Linked DNA regions of Gossypium hirsutum: regions 2 and 3 are each linked to region 1. Evidence: chromatin contacts called from public Hi-C data. All regions are on one chromosome and are shown on one strand. The core of a region is the stretch at or near the end of the contact, and the rest is flanking DNA. Distances in the headings are between cores, read along the strand shown. Region 1 holds the start of LOC107887012 (receptor-like protein 4). Region 2 has its middle 25 kb from the start of LOC121214650. Region 3 holds the start of LOC121214651.

Region 1 (3,057 bases), core at 384-2,883:
CAGATGTGTGGATTTGGATATAAAAAAAATGAAAATTTCGAAATTGGATTTTTTCAGATTCGGATATCCAACAGATAAAATGTATTTAACTCTCGGTTAATTTGCGGAAAATAAATAGGTTCGGACTTTTAGGTAAATTTGCAGATTCAGATAAATAAAAAAAATCGCATATCCTACCCACCACCATTCCTAATCAAATTAACTACCCAAAAAGTCTAATTTTCCTATAGAAAGCTAATGATTTCAAGGACCAACCAAACTCTCATACGCAGCTTTCAGCTTAACATGCAGATCACTAAAAAGTTCGTATAAATAATAAAAATTCAGCATCTTTACCTTGTTCAGGAACCGTGGCCAAATCAGCTGGAACCATGGCGTAATTTTCAAGCCCACAGATCAACGGAGCCCCTGCCACAGGCGACAGCTTCACATTCAACACAGAACTGCTCAAATTCTTCTCCGTATAATTTAAACTGTAGGCCGCAAAGCTCCCAACTTCCTTCAATATATCCACTCTACTCACATTCTTATCGTTGACCAGCACATCGAACACTCTCTCCCCTGCCTTTTTAACCGTCGAATCGATCTCCGCAAAATGAAACCACACCAAATAATCAAGCTTTGCATCCACTGGTAATTCGTATTCCAGACGTCCCTCAATTGTCACCGCCGATTGGTACAATTTCATGGGAAAGTAATTCGGCGCTTTCTCGGTACCGGTTATTTTTTCTTTAGTGGTTATAACTTTAGCGGATTCCGACTTTCCTGCTCGGTAATCGGAATCGGATTGCCAGGAGCGGCCGAAGGCGTCCGGGTCGGATGTGAAACCGGGTCCCCATTGTGATGAACCGGGAGAGAGCCGCCCATAGTTGACTAGAATGTAGCTGTCGCCGGTTTGGGCGGAGTTATATGACAAAGGGTCGATCTGGACGACTTCGAGAGAAGCGATGACGGGAGGGTTAGTGGCAATGCTGTAAAAACATAAATCGAGTTGACCGTCTTTGACGAAGGCAAAGAGATCGGAGTAAGCGCCATCTCGAGTGAGAGATTCGGGCCAAGGAGAGCGCCAGGAAAAGACGAGAGTGCCCTCGACAGAAGCGTCGAAGGAAGGGGAATGGGATTTGCCGTCGTAGTTGTCGTAAACGGTAAAAGTACGGATGTAGTAACGGCCAGCAGGAAGGGGGATATTGTAGCAATTCTTCTTACCGGAGGAGAGTGGGAAGTAACGGAGAGTCTTTTCGTGTTGAAGATGGAAATGTAGGGGCTCGGAGACCACGGAGGTGGAGCCGCCAGTGAAGAATTTGTCGGGTAGCCAAGAGATGTTGTAGGAGTCGGTGGAAGGAGTGGAACTGCCGCAGTCAATGTGGAAGCTAGTGTCTGCAAAGAAAAGAAAAACAAAATAAAATAGCAGCAGTTAGCAGATAGTGAGCGAGAGTAGGGAAAAAAAAAACAAAAGGTGGTGGGAGTGGCTTACTGTAAGGGTAGGGCAAAGGGGAGGAAGAGTGGAAGAGGGGAGCCAAGGAGAGCAGGAAAAGGACGAGGAAGGACATGGTGGAATGAGAGAGAAACAAAATGGGAAATGGGGGATTTGATTTTGGACATTGACACTATAAAGTAGGAGTATAAAGTCAGACAGTAAAAGAGGGCGAGATTAGTGGGATATAATATTAATTCACACTTCTCAATTTGTTTACATAATACCAATTAAAAATATTGTTTTTATAAATAAATAAAAAGTATAAAATCAATTTGCTAAATCCTCAAATTGGAAAAGTAAAAGCTTTTTGAAAATAATTTAAATAATTGTTTTCTTATAATTTACTTTAAATATATTTCAATTCATATTAAATAATAATAAAATGTAAAATCACTATTCTTTATCTAATTATTTATATTTCAATATTTAATTAAATTGATTTTAATATTTAAAAATAATTACTATTAATTATTTATATTAATTTAAAAAAAATTAATATATTTTAATTAATACTCAAAATTAACCCGTGCGATGCAGAATTAAGAAAATAAGATATTATCTAAAATAAGGCTTTGATGCATTTTAAGAAAAATTAGTTAGTGAAAAGTTGGTTTTATGAAAAGTGGTAAGTGGTATTGTTATCCGCGCAATATGTCAGCATTTTTATTTATTGTTACGAAGTGAACACTTTTTAGATTTTTTATTAAATTATTATAAAAAAATAAAAAATAACTAAAATATTATAATTTTTTTATTTACTAAAATATGCCAAAAAAATAAAAACTTGCAAAAAAAAACCTGTGGCTTGTTTATTTTCTTTTTATTCCCCCTTTAACTCACTTTTTTATTTAATAAACAAGCTCTCAACCTATTTTTGTAGTTAAATAAGCTCTTAATCTATGATTTTTACTCATAAAACCCCTTTATTTTATTATTAAAGTAAATATATTTTACCTAAAGTAAAGCTATTTAAAAAAGTATAAACTAATTCGCATTTTATATATTATTTTGGTAATTTGATGAGAATAGTTTATTTAAAAAATTTACTAAATTTGATGAGAATAGCTTATAATTATAATTTATTTTTTCTATTTGGGTTACATTTATGGGTGATCGGTTTTATTATTACTTCTGGCTTTTCAATAAAGCATGCCTGGTATTTCTATTAATTTTTTTAATTAAATCTAATATTAGTTAAGTGATAATTAAGATACTTAGAATTCTAATTAAGTAATAATTCTATTTTAATTTAATAAACTATTCTCGTCAAATTACTTAATAACTCTATTTTAATTTAATAAACTATTCTCATCAAATTACCAAAATAGAGTTTATTAAATTAGAGTTTATTAAATGAGAATAGTTTATTAAATTAAAATAGAGTTATTACTTAATTAGAATTCTAAGTATCTTAATTATCACTTAACTAATTAGAGTTTATTACTTAATTAAAATAAGGAGGGCTTAGAAGACAATTAGCCACATTTCAATTTTAGTGCGCCCCACCAACAATTCACTTTCAAAATTCAAAATAGTAAATTTGCATGTTAGGTCCTTGAAATTGCAGATAGCTACATTTT
Region 2 (3,072 bases), core at 424-2,923, 150 kb after region 1:
CATCGCGGTTCTGGTATGAATCTGAAGTTTCAATTGATTCATAGGGTCTTAACAAGAGAATTCCTATCAAAAAGAAAGAAAACAAGAATAAAGCCACATTTCATACAAGAACAAATCAAAGCAAAGAAAAAGAAATAAGTAGGTAAATAAAATATTCAAGAGGCCTGTAACGATCAACATAAAGACGACTGCGTCAACTTGATTTTTTGGAATTATAATTACAACTACAAAAAAGAGCTTTCGGATTTTCACTCTTTTGTGTCTTCAGATAAAATTGAATGAAAAGATTGAGAAGTTTCAAACTTTCTATTCCATATCCGTTTCAGCTATTACTTGGGTGTTCTTGTTTGAGCTGTATGAGATGAAATTATCATATACGGTTCTCGGGGGAGGGGGGTCCTTTTAGTATATTTATCTCAATAAAGTCTATGATTGGTTCGAAGAGTGCCTCGAAGTTCAGGCAGTTGCAGATGATATAACTAGTAAATACGTTCCTCCTCATGCTAACATATTTTACTATCTAGGAGGAATTACGCTTACTTTTTTTTGGTACAAGTAGCTACAGGATTTGCTATGACTTTTTACTATCGTCCAACCGTTACTGAGGCTTTTGCTTCTGTTCAATACATAATAACTTTGGTTGGTTAATCCGATCAGTTTATCGATGGTCGGCAAATATGATGGTCTTAATGATGATCCTGCACGTATTTCGTGTCTATCTCACTGGTGGTTTTAAAAAACCTCGCGAATTAACTTGGGTTACAGGCGTGGTTCTGGCTGTGTTGACCGCATCTTTTGGCGTAACAGGTTATTCCTTACTTCAAGACCAAATTGGTTATTGGGCAGTCAAAATCGTAACAGGTGTTCCGAAAGCTATTTCGATAATAGGATCGACTTTGGTAGAGTTATTACATGGAAATGCTAGTGTGGGACAATCCACTTTGACCCGGTTTTATAGTTTACACACTTTTGTATTACCCTTTCTTACTGCTGTACTTATGTTAATGCATTTCCGAATGATACATAAGCAAGACATTTTTGGTCCTTTATAGAGAATATAGACCATAGCTATATTGTAACCAATAATTTGTCTTATTACTTGAGGGAGGAACAATAGTATTTCGTTGTTACAAATATGGATTGTTGAAAAATAAGAAGACATGTATTTGGATATATGTATTATTAGATATAGTTGTTTAAGTTTGTTTAAGTTTAATTTAGTTCCAAATATAAATTTAAAATTGTGAGTAAATTTAAATTTATCCATATTTATAAATTGACTAATTAAAGTTATTTAGACCCAATCATATATATTTTTATTTTTAAGAGTATATATTTGTATTTTTATGTGATATATATATGTATTTTTTTTACTATTTATATGTTTTTAATTAAAATTTTAATATAAATAGTTTAATATATTTTTAATATTTACATTATAATATAATATTTAATTTCATATGATATAAATTACATTAAAAAGGCAAAATAAATATTTTATAAACTTAAAAATGAGTCGAGCACATGATATTTTAAATTTAATATATTTGTTCAAATAGCCCCAATTATTAAGTGGGCCTATGAAATAGGTTTATTTACAACCCATCCCATTGGACAGGACAGAGTAGAAGGCATCAACCATGCCAAGGCTAGCCCAACATTCCTTGTCGCTCTAAGTTCACTCTCAAAGGCCTTGCTCCAAATTCATTTGGGTTTGTAGCTCTAGATGGACTACTTAGCCCATTACCACTTCAATTTCCTTTACGATATATTTTCTATTTAATAGAAAAGAGTAAGGATATCTATGATTCAAATTTACATTGTTTACAAATAAATAATCTGTTGGTTTTAAAATACTTAAATATTGTGACAAGATAAGGTATTTTTGTTGCTCACACTTTATCTAAAGAGACGAATAGTATGTTGACCAATGAAGACAAAAGGCGGTTTCGATACACAAATTTAGACAAGACTCGTGCGTTTTCTAAGGGAAGACCTTTTGATCTTGATTTCCCTTTCAGATACCTCTATATAACTTAACCCATAGATTTCATCGAGAGGCAAGAGGTATGCTACAAATTGCTGGGTTGGGGTCAGTTTTGGGATTGGGAGTGAAGGAAGCCTTTTGAACCTTTTTTTTTTTTTACTTTAATTTATTGGTTACGAGGGTGTGTCATAACCCTACTATGAGAAAATTATCGATATATGTTGATTTCTTTTTAAAAAGAAATAGGGATATAGACTACTTTTTTAGTATGTGGGAAATAAGTCGTTTCTCCTAATGTGGCATGAAAGCGAGCTATGGGTACACGCTTTTGCAAAATGCTTTATCTAGGATGCGTTTTTTATCATATGATTAAATATTGGTGCTTTTATACTTGTAGCTCGAGTTCAATTCCTCTCTTTAACATTTTGAATTTTTTTTATTCATGTTGTTTTGATCTTTTTATTTTAATTTTGTTTCAAGCTCTTTTATTTTAACTTCTAATTTTTAATTAATGTTTTTCGTTAATAAACATGTGTTTTTTTCAAGTTTTTTTAATTTTATTTTTAATTAATAATTCATTCATTTATATAAATAAAACAATAAATATTTATTATATAATAAAATATATATTATATATATCATTATGTTAAATTTTATTTTATTTTTAAAAACATCAACTACTTTTTTAAATATATATTTTTATTTATACTTTTAAATGTCAAATATTTATTTTTTCCAACTACATTGTGGGTATGGTAAATTCTAATATTATAAAATCAAATAATGATGTTTTTAATTTATTTTACACATAAAAAAATTATATGTACTAAAAATAATGATATTTGAAATAATTAATTGATTTAATAATATTATAATTTTTCATACCCATAATGTAGGTGAAAAAAAATGATATTTGAAATAATTGTATTATTTTATAATATTAGAATTTACAATATCCACAATGTAGGTAGAAAAAATAAATATTTGACATAAAAAATATAAATCAAGAAAAATATGTTAAAAAAATTAATTGATGTTTTTAAAATATAAAATATATTTAACATAACGGTATATAAAAATATTTT
Region 3 (3,043 bases), core at 151-2,650, 230 kb after region 1:
AATAAATTGACTGATATGATCTCTAAGAAGCTCACATTATTCATGTGAAATGTAAATAAACGTTGTTTCAACACTAAACGGTTAGCTAGAGACTTAGTCGAATAAAGAGTTTCTAACCTTTTCCACAATACGGATGAGGTTTTCTCCATCAATACCTCCTGCAATACCCTATTCACGAGACACAATTGGATTACAGATAGGGCCTTTTCATCAAGCTCTTCCCATTCTGTCTGATCTAGAGTCTTAGGCTTTTTCCCAGTAACGACCTTTTAGACCAGTCTAAACTAGAATTGTCATCATCCGAACTTGCCACAGATTGAAATTTGTGACACCATCGAACTTCTCAATGTTAAACCTTGTTGTTGTCATCTCTAAACAGGCTGATCTATAAAAATTGAACTAGTTCTAATACCATTTGTTGGAGATCGACCCAATTAATCAATGAACAAGTAAAAAATAACGAAAGAAATTGAGAAATCGAACACATAAATTTAACGTGGAAAAACCCTCCAAAGAGGATAAAAAACACAGACAAAGATAATTTTACTATAATGGAAAAAACAAAGAGTATAAAAGATGGAGATAAAAACTAAACTCCGAAACCCGAAAATAAAGAACCCTCAAAATACAAAATTCTACAAAATTCTTTTAATGGGTGTCTTTTTTAAGGTTATAAAAGAGCTTATTTATAGGATAAATTCGTAGATCAAATAATAATAAAATAATCTAGACTAATCAGAGATCGACTGAAACAAATAGATAGAGTTCAACTGAGAGATTATCTCTCAAATTTGACTGAAATATGAGTCATACTCAATAATATCAATTAAAAAAATTTCCGTTATTAATTTAAAGACAAATTACCAAAACAGGAGTGAATTCAAATGTTAGCATCTAAGTTAAAGGATTTAAAATCGGGTAACTAAAACAGAGTATAATTGGGTGAAGTAAAATAAAGGAAAGAATATTGGAGCCTGGTCTCACCATTGTTGGAAGCCAATATCCTCACGTCATGCAAATTTTTGACAGACAAGTGAAGAGAATATTTGGGATTTAAAAGAAACCATTTCTAAATGGTTTAATGAAATGGTAAAGAAAGCTGAAGTGTTAAGTTAAAAAGTACAAAATTGAACGAATAAATTTTCAACCACACAATAGTTCCAAAAAGCGTGAATTCTTTAGAATAATTTGAGAATTTTATGAGCATGGATAAATTAGTCGGGCATGATATGTTTTATTTAAATTATCAGTAATTCAACAGAAAATTATGGCGATGCCATTATTTGAATAACTTTTAGTACAAGAATTAATTTTGAGCAAATTTTAGTAGGAGTAAAATGAAGTTTATCTCAATATACTTTGATGGTTAGAGAACTTATGTCATAATATACCTTCTATATTTTTGTTTGTTATTCTAAATACTAAAATATGAACATATGAATAGCATTTAGTAGAGAAAAAGTATGGTGTAATCTAGCCGGTGCTGGGAATGGGATCTGTCAGATTGGGCCAACACGGCCTGGCATAAGAACACTTTGTTTGATCGGCTAATTAATCCATTTCCTGTCTGTAATTGTTTGTAAACTATAAAGCCATAGGCTTGTTGTATGTCTAAAAATTGAAAAACAAAAATGTCCTCTGGGCTTGTGTCTTCCCCTGTTATCTTCCCTCTCTCCAATTCCAAGTCCAAATCCAGTCTTTGGAGTCCCTCACGAAGAACAATCTCTCAACTTTCTGTCAACAATGGTGATGACATCATTGATTCTTCTTCAAACACTCCAAGATTGATCACCTTCTTAGGCAAAGGCGGCTCCGGCAAGACCATCTCCTCTGTTTTCGCTGCCCAGGTACTACTTCCTAGTTACACTTTGTCACCAATTAACGGAAAAGGAAAGCTGAAGCTCATAGATAGGGTTAATTAGAAATGGCCCCTTTTTCCAAATATCATCATCTAATCTCTTTGTTTCATGCCTTTCTTTGCTGCTGCTTAGCATTATGCAATGGCTGGACTCAGCACATGCTTAGTGTTACAAGGACAGGATCGCACTGCTGACTGTCTTCTCAATTGTAAGATCGACTCCTCTCCTACCCTATGCACCCGCAACCTTTCTGTTGTTAGGCTGGAAACCACTAAAGTATGTTCCTTTTCCATGCTTCATCATCTATCTATTTCAAATGGGTTTATTATAATTACGCTGAGAATGGATTATTCGTTAAACTGCAGATGCTTCTTGAACCTCTAAATGAGCTGAAGAAAGCAGATGGCCGTCTTAATTTGACACAAGGAGTTCTGGAAGGGGTGTGTATGTAATATCTCATCATCCTTTTTACCTTAGGTGTTTGCACTTCACACTATGAATGTTGATTTTGACATGTATTAGTCTACTAGGTTGTTGGAGAAGAGCTTGGGGTGCTTCCCGGGATGGATTCTATCTTTTCACTACTTGCACTTGTGAGGCTTCTGGGTTTATTCGGGAAACGGGCTCGGAAGAACCATCAAAACGATAAATTTGACATTATCATATATGATGGTATCAGCACCGAAGAAACCCTAAGAATGACAGGTGCAAGCAGTAAAGCAAGGTTTGGAAATAGACAAAACAATTTATCTTTCTTGCCTAAAATGAAGTATGTACACAAGCCCCTCTAACTCTGCACAGACTCTACTTGAAGTACCTGCGGAGCATGGCTGAGAAAAGTGACCTTGGGAGATTGGCTGGTCCTTCACTCCTGAGACTGGTAGATGAAGCTATGGGCATAAGTGGTAACCCATCCCAACTCACTGGAACAATCAGTGCTGATATATGGGACAGTCTGGAACGAATTCTTGAGGTAACCACGGAATGGATTTCATTTTATCATTCACCAAGTTTTTGCTATAGGAGATTGAAAGGCTGTAAGTTGTGCAGAGAGGATCTTCAGGATCTTATCAATTTGGGTGCTTTCTTGTGATGAATCCAAACATTCCAATATCAATCAGTTCAGCATTACGTTACTGGGGTTGTGCAATCCAAGCTGATACGCAGGTGGGTGGTGCATTTGC

Evidence for each region. A called contact is a pair of places that touch in the nucleus more often than the background predicts.
Region 2: a Hi-C map of leaf shows a contact between it and region 1, with 3 times the contacts expected there. The contact joins the enhancer-like site here to the promoter of LOC107887012 in region 1. A contact is called at or near these places in 2 of 34 Hi-C or Micro-C datasets (callus and leaf).
Region 3: a contact with region 1 is called in a Hi-C map of leaf, with 2.3 times the contacts expected there. The contact joins the promoter of LOC121214651 here to the promoter of LOC107887012 in region 1. A contact is called at or near these places in 6 of 34 Hi-C or Micro-C datasets (callus, hypocotyl and leaf).

The regions. Positions count from the first base shown.
Region 1 is chrD02:38,940,880-38,943,936 of Gossypium_hirsutum_v2.1, forward strand. LOC107887012 (receptor-like protein 4) reads right to left here and starts at 1,634. Exons shown (of 9, transcript XM_041088536.1): 1 at 1,475-1,634; 2 at 337-1,377. The coding sequence starts at 1,550.
Region 2 is chrD02:39,090,943-39,094,014 of Gossypium_hirsutum_v2.1, forward strand. No RefSeq gene overlaps it. Among protein-coding and RNA genes, the nearest start is that of LOC121214650, 25 kb to the right of the region's middle. Within about 2 kb of position 1,674, at least 5 of the 9 cell types and tissues checked have an H3K27ac peak or open chromatin away from gene starts, as enhancers often do. A contact at or near this core is called in leaf, where this site is marked.
Region 3 is chrD02:39,172,987-39,176,029 of Gossypium_hirsutum_v2.1, forward strand. LOC121214651 reads left to right here and starts at 1,401. Exons shown (of 7, transcript XM_041088539.1): 1 at 1,401-1,847; 2 at 1,992-2,135; 3 at 2,225-2,299; 4 at 2,390-2,583; 5 at 2,661-2,832; 6 at 2,910-3,043. The coding sequence starts at 1,632.